2 separate regions of the Triticum aestivum genome follow, and region 1 is linked to region 2. The links are chromatin contacts, called in public Hi-C maps. All regions are on one chromosome and are shown on one strand. Each heading gives the region's core, a stretch centred on a gene start, on an enhancer-like site or on the middle of the called end of the contact. The rest is flanking DNA. Distances are from core to core; before and after follow the strand shown.

Region 1 (6,510 bases), core at 2,172-4,671, 160 kb before region 2:
CGGTAGGCCTTCTCGATCTGCTCGACGCTCAGCGCCGCGCCTTCCTCGCCGGACGGCAGGCGGAGCACCTCGTAGTGGTCGACGTCCTCCCCCTCCTGCCCCATCGCCGCCATGGCGGAACCGGCCGCGATTCGGCGAAACAGGGAGCGGCCCTCAGATGCGGAAGCGTGTGACTACGAGGCGCTGCTCAGGTAGTTCGGCAAGCAGGTGTACACGACGCCGAGGGTGGGTGGCCACGGCCGAGGCTCCTTCTGCGGTGCGGGGATGCCGGCGAGACAAGAGCGGCGCGGCAAGGCGCGGCTAGAACGCCGCGAGCCAAACCCCAGAACAGAGGAGGGCTAACCCTAGAACGCTGGAGAAACCTGAGCGGGACGAGCGGGTGAAGAAACCGCGAAATATCTCCAGGAGCGGCGCCGGGGCGGGGGGGGGGGGGGGGGGGGGGGGGGGCGGCGGCGGCGGCGGAGACCCTCGGCGGCTGGAGGCGGGGAGGCGGTGCGTCAGGCTCAACCTGACGCCTGAAATATGAAGACGTCTGAAAGTGTTCAGAGTTCAGAGTTCAGAAGCTACCTGCAAGTGTTCAAAAATTCAGAACGTTCCGAACAGAGGTAGAGTGAGAGCCTGCAAGATGTGATATTGAGTGTGGTGCGATGAGCATCCACTGGTTTGGCCAGGTGTTTGATTTGCCGTCGCAGAAGAAAGAGATTTGGTGTTTCAGAATATCTTGAGAACGGCCTCACCTCATGCAAAGCCTATCTTCAGAGTGGCTGAACCTGCAATTCTGTATTGTGCTGCATATTGTGGACACTGCCTGTAATTCTGACAGAAATTAACAAATGTGACATATGTACCAAAGATTATTACATGCTTCGTTTTTGGCATTATCGATTGCATATGCTATGCACACTCAATACTTTCATGATGAAGCTTGAAACTGTAACTTGAACCTATTAACGTAGAGACCATACTTTATTTAGACTAACATGGCTCGCGAAAAAAAAGAAACACAACCAATCACAAGGCGCAGTGAAGCATGCATGTCCCTCTAATTCATGTCATTTTGCTATGAATGTTGTAATTTAAATTGGATACAAATCTTGTAGTTTTTTTGCTATGAATGCTACAATTGGTATGGTTACTAGAATTTTTCTATGAGTATATTAGAATTTCAAGATGCAAGGTTCTATGTTCCATTCTTATCTTTCCTAATCCCATCTCATCTTTGTCTAATGGTGGACGTGAATCAGAGGGTCTTTTTTACTGATGGGCACATATGACATACTCGTTGGCTTTCGAAGCTCGATGATGACACTTTGTGGGCACCACATGGCACATGAGTCATTTTTCTTTTGTCTTAATGTTAGGTTTTGGTTCGCCGAATCTTATACTTGGGTTGCACTCCTTGAATTTCGGCAACAACTTTGGATTTCGCTGATGATGGGAAACCCACTATAAGATAGAAACTAATATATTATCTAGGTTTTGAAAGAGTAACTTAGACCTTGATGTCCTTTCCAATCGTTCGCGGGTGATTTTGTATCCTATCTGATTATGTACGCGCTACAAACTATCTCAATAGTTGTTTGTGATTATTACATAATCGGTTAGGATGAGGAGTGCCTACGTGTTCAATGCAACAATGTTTGGTCCGAGTCATTCTTTTGCAAAACTAGCTATATGAGCAATTTTGCACCACTCTAAATATCTTGACCGAGGCTCTAAATGACATATATTTGGGTATACATGGATAGACTGGATATATGCGACGAGATCAGACATATAGAGGCGAGATGGGACAACAATGACGTAACCAACAAAATCTTTGCAATGTATATATGCTAAGTGATAAGGACGAAATGCGATGTTAATAATATGCTGCCATAGATGATACGTGACAAATAGAGACTATGCGATGATATGCAACATGTGTTTGTATTTGTTGATATGCAATGTTGACACTACGCCTGTATGCGTTGATACACACTATTTATACCAAGCCTATATGTGATAATGTGCAATGTTTTACATATGATATCATTTGTTATGTCCATGTACATACGTGTACGAGGCAGTGCAATCCTAACTGCCCGGTTGAAGTGGGACGATCGATCACTACCGACCAACCCTTGGTTGTCTGCAATAATTATGACTAATTGGTCAACCCATTAGTGATGTTGGTCATTATTAATTGGTCGATCGACCAGCCAGTGATATGTAAATATGGCCTTTTTGTAAAGTTTTTGGTCAGCCTTGCGAAAGCCCCAGGTGTTCAATGTTTAGCCCGAGCTTGGCCCATATGTTGAACATTTACTGAAACACAGAGTTGAGCCCATCCACACACTAAAGCCAAAGCCAAATGCATGCCCCGAAGTTCGACGATAGTGACAAAGTCAACATAATAATCAAAATGGCATAACATTCATCAAGCCTAATTTAGATAAAAGAACGTCACCATAAATTCAACGATCATATATTACATAGCCACATAAAAAATGTACGAGAATCTTATTTTCGCAAAAATAACGTAGAATAAATCCTCACAAGATACAATTAAAGAGAGGTTATAAGAAAATCTAATAAAGGAAAAAAACATTAGTGACGTCGGTAATATTTTGTTACAAAACTTATTCTATCTCAAGCATTAGATCGATATGTCTGGTTGCAAAGGTTGTGTGAACATAGTTTTTTTCCACACTAGTCTGGATTTTTTTCCCAAGGATGGCACTAGTCTAGACTTAATTATGCACCTTAAAAACATTTTGAATGACTAAAAGTTGTTCACCTCTTTCTCGAGTCGTAGTTTAGATAGATAAGTTGCTTATAATGGAATTTGTATTCAAGTTTTATATCTTACATGGGTGTTTGTAATTTTTTGGATTTGTTTCAGATTTTTATGTTTAGCGGGAGACAATGTACATGTGGACTACAAGATATGTGTGGTGATTTTGCAACTATTGTAAACAACGAACTGAACGTAACTACGATGGTTCAAATCTTAGGCTTAGCATTGGTGGTCACATTTTTCTGGATTTATTCCAGTTCTTTCGGTGATGTGCGTTCAGTGCGACCATCGACTTCAAAGTCATTTGTGGCAAGTTTGTCAATCTTAATATGAACTCAGTCTCTAGTAGCCTTCATAAGGTGAACTAGTAACAAATTATTTATTCAAAATTTTAAAAGTCACAAAAGAAAAGTTTTTTTTTTGTATGTCCCGGAAGGGGCAAAGAAAAGCTATTTTTAGTTGCAAAAGAAAAGAAAAGATTGTTGGAAGAAAAACTGACGCCGTTGCTAATCGGCAGTGGCGTTGTTAACACGCAGTTCCGACGGTGACCCTACGCCAGGGCCTCGCCCCATCACGCTTCCAGTGGGCCCCACTTCTGTGGCGGCGCCTCCCCCTCCGTGGTACACAAAAACCCTAGCGCACTGCCCTTTTACGGCCGCCCCCCTCCTCTCGACCGACCTCCCAAAACTTCCCTCGGCGTCTCTCTTCGTCCCCCCCTCTCGCCGCCGCGTCGACTCGGAAGTAGCAAGCGCGCCGCCGCCCAACCCTTCCGATGGCGGACAAGGAGCCCGTCGTGGAGCGCCCCGTCGCGGAGGAGGAAGGCGAGGACTCCGCCGCCGCGGCCGCTGCCGGCGAGGAGGAGGACACCGGTGCCCAGGTCGCCCCCATCGTGCGGCTCGAGGAGGTCGCCGTCACCACCGGCGAGGAGGACGAGGACTCTCTCCTCGACATGTAAGCTCCCCCTCGTCCCCCCTAGTTCTGCTCGTTTCGGCTCGATCTGGCGCTGATTTTTGGACGGGTTCGTGCGGCGATGTGCAGGAAGGCGAAGCTATACAGGTTCGACAAGGATGGGAACCAGTGGAAGGAGAGGGGCACGGGCACCGTCAAGCTGCTCAAGCACAAGGAGAACGGCAAGGTCCGCCTTGTTATGCGCCAGGCCAAGACACTTAAGATCTGCGCCAATCACCTAGGTCTGTAGTTGTTTCCTCAGATTTTGCTCCTTTAGTTCCGATCGCTCAGTTGCTTCAAGTAGATTCATCACAGGATCTCGTCTCACGGTTATGGCCTTGATCCTCTCTGTGTGCAGTGATCTCGACCACGAAGATGCAGGAACACGCCGGCAGCGACAAGTCCTGTGTCTGGCACGCGGCAGACTTTGCTGACGGAGAACTTAAGGATGAGATGTTTGCCATCCGGTTTGGCACCGTTGAGAGTGAGTTCTAAACTCTATTTCCGCGTGCGTGTGTCTTGCGTGGTTGACTTGGTTGGATAACATGCTAGATCACCTTGTTTGTAGCATTAGTAGTTTCTTTTGTATGCTTTGTGAGACACTAGTGAATCCTGACCTGGTTACATTCTATAGCTGAACGTTGTGTTTTGTCTTGAGCACGTGAATTTTTCTTTTAGCAATTTAGTATTTACGAGGCTCGGTGAATCATCAGCAAAACAACATATTTAGGGTGTGTGTTGGCACTCTTTATCAGAAATTACATCTTAAGCATGTGATCTTGTAGTAATCTACTATTTGGGATAAAGGATCATAAAAAATACCTTTCATGATTGGGGGTAGGTGGATTTGGTATAATAAGGGCAATGTTCCAAGAGGCAAGGCCATTCCTTGTCATAGTGAAGGTGACACGACCACAACCTATCATTGTTTTCATGCGACTCTTGATGTTTGTGAATTTTTAACATTCAAGGTTCTTCTAAATTTAAGTTGTAACGTCCTAGCTATATCATAATATCATGTCTCAACGGTTTTCCTGTAGATCCACATGGAAGTTCTTTTTGCTGCTTTGTTTATGTTAGTGGTCACAGGGATCCTCTCTAATTGACATTTTTAATTCCAGTTGCCGAGTATTTATACATTAATTAAGTATTTCCAGTGGTAGGGTATGGATGATATTTGTAGCTTCAAAATTGCACCTTTTTTGCCGCCTTGTGGGTCGCTGCAATCAATATCTGGTTGTAACCTGTTACAACTTTTTAGGGATGATAAGTTGCAAACTTGTAGTTTCATAGGTTCCTGACATAATTTGGAATAATGCACTGTCCCAGTTCTTTTGTTTCGTGTTGTTTTCCCCACTAGTAGCCATGCCTGATTTGTGATAAATGGTGCATGCTAGCTCCGCCACACATGTTAGTCTTTGTTTTTAGTCATGCTCAATGCAGCATTTTGATTGTGATTCTGTGAAGTACTATAATTAGGCATATACTGTCTTGTTTAACCTACTGACTTGCTCAGTATTTCTTGTGTAGTATTTATTATTTCATCCAAGTAGCAGCTGCACATTTAGATATATAAATATTTTGCTACTTATGGCTGTCGCTCAATCTTATCTTTAGCTATAACATCTCTCCTGCAAATCTCGCTGATACCCTGTTCAAGTAGTCATGTTTAAGCTGCATAGGGAGCCTTTGGATCATTGGCTCACCTAGTTTACCTAGGCTAGGCTCCACTGGCCTGTTTGAGCTATACCCTACCCAGGCAGAGGTACTTGTTTGATATGTGGTTAGCTAATCCAACCTGAGCATATTCAAGCAGCAGTATCTACACCCACTAGCAGGACAACAGTTTAACTCTGCATTTTTCTCTGTTATTGCCGTCAGAAGAGAGCTGTATAGGCTCTCCCAGTGGAGTAAAGATTTTCTAGCCCAGAATTGCTTGGCAAAATTAACTTTCCTCTACCAAACACCCAGGGTTAGCATTAACGTTTAGAAACTAAACACACCTGCAGTGTTTTCCATGTGTTGCCCCAGTCAACCAGAGGTCAACTGAAAGTTGTGCAATTTCTTTTGCTCTATGCCACCATAGTGATAGTGTGCTGATGCTCCATATTTATGTTTTACTAAGTGCAGACTTTGAAATAGTTGAATGTCTCTGCTAATGACTCCCTTCTTATCTATTTTTTAGATTGCAAGAAGTTTAAAGACTTAGTTGATGAGATCGCTGAGTCGCTTGCAAAGAATGAAGGCGGTGAAAGCGAAGAAGGTTCTTCCGCAGCTGGACTGCTGGAGAAACTTAGTGTAAGCGAAAGCAAACCTGAGGAAAGCGCAGCTAAGGAGGAATCAACTGATGCTAGCAAGGAGACAGAAACCAAAGCCGCGACAGCCCCCTCAGAGTAGTGGGCAGAGCAACGCCCGTCACAATGGTACCGCTGAGCATTGCTCGGTGGCAAGAGTCAGTTTGTCGGTCCTTCCTGTTGACGGAAGTTGGTAGTCGTTGACGATGAAATATGCTGAGAACTTTTTGAGACAGTCAGAAGGTGTCTTGAGCAGAGTCCATCTTCACCCCCACTGGGTGTTCACGCGTCTGAGTATTTATTGTTATGTAAAATATCTGCTCGCATGGCTTTTGGATGGTGTTGTCTTGCTTTTGTCAAGAACTCGAAATGTAGTCCATGAGTATTGAGTTTGGAACATTTTGGGTTTGAATTGTGGGTATTTGAGTTGCATGTGCTGGTTATGGATTGCATACAACTTCTATAAATCACTTGCTATATTATTTTTAC
Region 2 (6,248 bases), core at 3,200-5,699:
ACGAGAAATACATGGTAATAATTTCATTCTAAAAATCTCAAAAATACAGCTACCTCTTAATTTCTTTGGGTCATTGGCTAGGGTGCACTAATGTAGTTTCCTAATTGCTAATATAGTATGAATATAACCCTAATTTTGTTTTACTTGGGTTTTTGAGTCGAATGAAGATATTTGCTAAAATTGAAGGTTTTGTGTTGATGTTATTGTTGTTTGAAAATTTCTTAATAATCAAGATTTGTTTTCTCATACCAAGCATTTCCTGTTTATGAGATAATGACCTTGGTTGCTTTGTTTACCTCATTTTTTTGTGAATCCCAATTTCATTATGTTAGAATACTTTATTAAACGGTTATTATTGTTGCTGCCAAACTACAGGCATTCTGTGGCTCAAATAATTCAAGCAGCAAAAGTGTTAATAGAGCTAGCAAACATGCTGCCCTCAGTTTTGTTAAACGCACGATGGCTCGTTGCCAAATCTACGAAGAGGCAGGAACAAGCTGCTTTGATGAAGCCCCTTTCAAGGATATGTTTATATCAGCAACTTCACACAGAAAGGACCCAGATTCTGCTTCACAAGGTATTGTTTGTACTTTATATTAACTATTAAGCACCCATACACAGATTCATAAAGACAAGTAATACTTGCGCTCTTGGTAGTAAGCATTCGTGTATACCGAATACTGTTCTGCTTTGTCTTCACTATAATATCGCTTGTGTTCTTACTCGTCTTTTTACAGAAAATAATACACTACCAAAATCGGTCCAAAGGTCTAGTGCATCAGATGCTTCTCGAGCGAGCAGTCACATGTCGGATCTGTCATTTGCTAAGGAGGATCCCTGGACAAATAATGTAAAACAAAGGGAATTGTTGCTTGATGAGGTTGTAGGCAGCATAACTGGAGGAACCCTGAAGACTTCGGGCCTTGGGGCTTCCCTTGTTAGCAATACAAAAGGAAAGAGAAGTGAGAGAGATAGGGAAGGTAAAGGGCACAGATCAGGGCGACCGCCATCGTCCAGTGTAAAAGGGGAACGGAAGAATAAAACAAAGCCCAAACAGAGGACAGCCAACATATCTGCTCCTGTGGGCAGTGCTCCTCCCCGGGATCCGGATCCACAGCCGCAGACGATAGTAACTCCTTCAGACAACAAGAGCAAGGACAGTAGCACCTTTGCTGCCACTAGACGTGATGAACAGGCAAATCCCGCAAACGATGCTGAAATACCAGACTTGTCTAACCTTGAGCTGCCAGGAATCGACGGCGATTTCGGCGGCTGGTTGAATAATATAGACGACGACGATGGGTTCCAGGATCTCGACTTGATGGGCCTCGAGATCCCCATGGACGACATCAACGAGATTAATATGATGATATAGGCCCACATAGAAAGCTTCATATAGTGCACAGGTAACAGGTGGTTCTCTCAAGATAACCACCAACCCCAGCAGGTTTAACACCAGGCCGGATAGTCTCCAGGTAGCATTTTTTCTTTTTCGATAAAAGCTTGTAGAGACCTCACACCCCTCCCCCCCTTTGTATCATCGGCGTGCAGCTCGCCTCCCTACCTTGTACAACACGTCACTCTGTACTGTACATATCTATTTTGGTGCTGTACAAGGCAGGGAGGCCGGTTGCTTGACTGTACTTGAAAGGCTGTACATATGGTATCCCCTTGTGCTAAAATAAAGCGGCGTCGGTTATAGCTTTACTTCTGTTGCCTGTTGGCGTTTTTGTTGGTTGCGGTCTGCCGCAACAGTTGGCGCACACCTCCGTTGCTACCTGGCAGGCGCATTTCCCTTGCTATTTCGGAACGTCTTGTGTATCTCGGCCGATGCTTTCTGTCACCTGTTTCACTGGACCATGTGACCCCGTCTCGTTATGCCAGCCCAATTGCGGGACCAAGTACTATGAACTTCAAATTGAGCTGAAAGAGACACTCCCTCTGTTAAGATCTTATATTTCTTTAGAAAGGGAGTACCAACTAGTCTTGCTATAACAAGGCCCATCCATTTTATTATCGCCAAATGTAGCTTAATTATGCCGCTTTGATTATAAAAGATCGGATACCGATCACATAGCAATTGTTGTGACGAGTAGCACAACAAGCCCAAAAGAAAAGAAAAAGAAAAAAAGAAGAAGAAACAAATGCCAACAATGACAGCTTGACAAAAGCACGGATGACGTGCCACCGCTGCGCCCTCCAGAATCGACCCAGCACAGATCAAGGCTCCGATCCGTCGCGTACCAAGCAGCACCTCCAAGAAGGAATGCAACGCCGACGATGCTGCTGCCTGGACGTGTCCTAGGATACCGAGTAACATATACTCACCCCCTTCCGGTTTACAGATCCTAATTCAAAAAACTTCCCAACCAAGAATTTGATAAATTTTATAGTTTGCAAAAGAACATAATTAATACGTTCCTTTCTCAAGTTTATTTACAAATTTATTAATTAGAGTACAATGCATGCATGCATGACCACGTAAATAACAAAAAAACACATGCATATAGTGAGTTTTCTTATGATTAATTTAATACGCCTCAAAATCTGAACAGGTGATGGATAGAAATAGGACTAGCAAAGTGAAAAAAAAAAGATATATACTCCGCCATATCTTGTGCTAATAAATGTAAACTCGCATGTAGTAGCAGTAACGGAAACGCCCGTCAAGTGTGAGCCCACTGGCGTACTCACTTGAAAACCACCAGCAAAACCGTTACTGGGCGAGGAGCCGAGACGACGTGACGGCGACGTGCGGGCGTGCGGTTGGGTAACGCCTCGCCCACCCAACCAAACTCAACGCACGCACAACACATTCAGTGATAATCGCAACCACACCTGAACGAACTCCCCAACAGGAAAATAGTAGCGATCCATCGATCCAACCGGCCCAACTAATTCACAGGAAAACAGTGCGCATCCGAAATGCTTCTGTTTCTCTTGCAGGAGTAATTTCTTCTAAGGTAAATAAACCAACAAAAAAAAAACTACTAGCTAGATTCTACTAGCAGGGGATGGAAATGGAGATGGAGACGGACATGGGTGAGATCGACGAGTAACAACGAGGAGTTGAATGGAACATGCAATGCAGATGCTTGGCGTCTCGTCTATCCGTCCGTCCGTTGGTCTCGACCGCCTGCCGGGTGCGTTTCTGCCCGATCGACCCTGGCCGTCGGCAGGGTGGCCGCCGCCGCGCCGGCTCTGCCCAGGGACGCCATGATGGAGCACACACTGCCCATTTGCCGCCGCACCTCATCTTCGACCATCCGCTTCATCGCCTCCATGAACCACGGGTTCTGCTCCAGCATCGCCCTCGCGCTCTCCATCCACGCCTCCTTCACCGGCGCTGGCGCCGGCACTGGCGCCGGGGGAGCCGGCGGGGTGACGGCGCCGACCCCGGTTCCCGGCAGGCTGAGTGACAGCGACGTGGGCGGGTCGGGCGGCGGCGCCTGGTCGTCCACCTTCACCGCGGGAGGGACGTCCACGCGGGGCCGCTTGGCGTTGGCGGGCGGTTCCACCGAGCCGTCGCTGTCGTCGTCGTCGTCGTAGTCGTCCTCCCCGCCCTTGGTGAGATCCACAGATTGGAACGACATGGCAGCGGCAGGCGCGAAGACGGGCCCGCCCGCCGCGTTGCCCGCGGTGGCGGCGGCCGCGGCCGCCCTGCGGCGTTTCCGCAGCGTGGAGTTCCAGTGGTTCTTGACGGAGTTGTCGGTGCGGCCGACGAGCTTGCGCGCGATGGTGGCCCACTTGTTGCCGTGCTTGCTGTGGAGGTCGAAGATGAGGCGGTCCTCGTCGGGGGTGAAGGCGCGGCGGTGCACCCCGGGGCTGAGCTGGTTGCACCAGCGCAGGCGGCAGGATTTGCCCGTCCGGCCGGGGATCTCGGCGCTGATGACGGTCCAGTTCCTGGCCCCGTGGCGCGCCACGGCGTCGCGCAGCAGCTCGTCCTCCTCGGGGCTCCACGACCCCTTGATCCTCCCCGCCCCCGTCCCCGCGCCGTCCGACCCGCCCCCGCCGTCCGGCATGCCTCCTCTCCCCTCTCTACCCGCGTCGGTCTCGGTCTCGGCTGCGGCTGCCGCGTGGGTTGTGCATATAAGGACGTACGTGGACGTGGGCGTGCGGTTGGGCCGGGGGACGGGATGCGGGGCGAGAGAGGGGAGGGCGTTGGTTGGTTCGTGTGCTCCTGCGGGCGTGTTAGGTGGGCGGGCGCGCTTTACAGTTTCGCGTTTCGGGCGTTTTCCGTGGGGTTTTTGGGCGTTTTCGGTGGTTTCCGGCGGGCGGTGCGTGGGACGGATGGTATGGCCGGCGTCACCCGCGAACCGCCGGCGATGGACGCATTTGCATGCCCGGCTGGCTACACGGCGTGCGTGCGTGCGTGCGCGCGCGATGTGCCGGGCCAGGCCAGGCCAGGCGGGGCTGGATGTCACGCGTCGCGACCTGCTAGTGCTACCGTTTCTCTCGAGTGGTGCGGGGAAGGTGGCCCGCGAGGCGTCCATGCTGCGCTCTGCCGTTTCCTGTTATCTCCAGCCCCAGGGTGCGACGTGCCGTGGGGGAGGGAGGGAGGGAGGATCGGTCGCAATCCGCCAAATACTGGTGCCGTCGGGCGATATCTTATTTGCTGATAAGAGTCGATGAGTTGTAGTACCAATCTGAAGCTTGTCGCCGTTACGATGCTTCTGTTTATCTAAAAGAAGGGTCTGATGCTGGTTTTATGTTTGTGTGCTGCAAAAAATTACTTCTAAACCGACCAATTTATGACTACAACTTTACAAGTTTTACAAGTTACTAAGTAGTACCACAAAATTTTGAGTAATTCAAATATTAAATTGCACACTATCTTAAAGATTAAAGGTTTGGCGTCATGAAGTCTTCTTCCATAGTTCCATGTACCACATGCTGCAGCTGCAGTTTCATGGCTGGTAGTGGTATACGTGTAGGTGTAGCCAGAAGGGGCTCTGCATGCTCCTGTATGAGTGCGCCCACGCGTGAGCATGTGCGTAGAAAAAAAAAGATGGCTGCATGCGAGGGAAGATCGCAACCTTCATACCAGAAACTGGCGCTATCTTGTTGCCTTCCAATTACACACACTTGCATTTGGCCGATAGTGCACAAGAGAAACCGCCTCTCGCTTCTTTATTTATTTATTTTTTTAGAAAAAATAGCCAGATCACTTAAACCGTTTAGTCCTTTGCTGCATACTTTTTGGGTGATTACAGGATTTTCGTTTCTAATTCCATGTACGAAGATTAAGTGTACAAGCTTAAATGGCGTCAACTTCACTCCTCGCAAAAAAATAAAAAACTTCACCCTTTTTTTTTGAGAGTATGCCAAATGTGTACCGTATTTTTATAAAAGAGAGAAGCAATTTTTACAAGATTCGTGACTGATGCGAACATCATCACGATTACACCAACTCCAACAGAGAAAGAAAAGCTACTCTCTCACAAATCTAGCTAAACCCACAACTCCTACTCCCGCAAGTTTCCATAGCTTGATGTCCTCAAAGATTTGACGCACTAAATTTGCCGGCGTTCTAATCTGATCGATCCGATTGAACACCCTCGCGTTCCTTTGCTTCCAAAGCTGCCAAGCTGTCGCGATGATGAAGGAGTCAAGACCTCGCTTATCCAATCCCTGTAAGGTAACCCGTGTCCTTCCCCACCATTCCATGAAGGAATCATCATGGCTCGGGATGCGTAAGTTGACTTGTAAGTAATCGAAGCATCCGTGCCACACTTGCCTCGCATAGACACATTGTGCCAAGATGTGATCCACATTGTCCTTCTCTTGGCAGCACGTATAGCACACCGAAGGAGCGTCCTGCAAACCGTGCCGCGCTCGCCGATCAGATGTCCATAGCCTGTTTTGGGAAGCTAGCCAGGCAAAGATTTTGCACCTGAGGGGTGCCCAGCTACGCCAGATCCACTGGGCTGCGGCAGGACGCGTTAACCCCTGGCAAAGACGACTGTAGGTGGATTTCGTGGTGTATGCACCTGAGGCGTCGCAAGGCCAAGTGAACTGATCCTCCTCCTAGACATCCCTGTCAACCGTTGCAATTGCCTGCTGCAAGTGGATTAACTGCATGTGTGCCGTAAAAGAAAGCTCGTCTCTGATGTCATGTAACCAATCATCCTCCGTTAGAGCCTGTTGCACTATTCTCTTCCGCTTGGTTCTAGCATCCACCATGCCAGCAATCAAGGGAGCTATGTCACCGACGGCGAAACCATGTAGCCATCTGTCTGTCCAGAACA

The links. A called contact is a pair of places that touch in the nucleus more often than the background predicts.
Region 1: a contact with region 2 is called in a Hi-C map of leaf, with 2.9 times the contacts expected there. The contact joins the promoter of LOC123181722 here to the promoter of LOC123169139 in region 2. A contact is called at or near these places in 2 of 5 Hi-C or Micro-C datasets (both in leaf).

The regions. Positions count from the first base shown.
Region 1 is chr1D:316,355,655-316,362,164 of IWGSC CS RefSeq v2.1, reverse strand. It overlaps LOC123181722 (ran-binding protein 1 homolog c), which reads left to right and starts at 3,421. Exons shown (of 4, transcript XM_044594046.1): 1 at 3,421-3,730; 2 at 3,818-3,969; 3 at 4,086-4,211; 4 at 5,913-6,510. The coding sequence starts at 3,552. The coding sequence ends at 6,124. It overlaps LOC123181723 (pre-mRNA-splicing factor cwf23), which reads right to left and starts at 417. Exons shown (of 4, transcript XM_044594047.1): 1 at 1-417. The coding sequence starts at 113.
Region 2 is chr1D:316,199,111-316,205,358 of IWGSC CS RefSeq v2.1, reverse strand. LOC123169139 (transcription factor MYB44) reads right to left here and starts at 4,449. Exons shown (of 1, transcript XM_044586993.1): 1 at 2,858-4,449. The coding sequence starts at 4,022. The coding sequence ends at 3,108. It overlaps LOC123181721, which reads left to right. Exons shown (of 16, transcript XM_044594045.1): 14 at 1-14; 15 at 376-577; 16 at 738-1,707. The coding sequence ends at 1,375.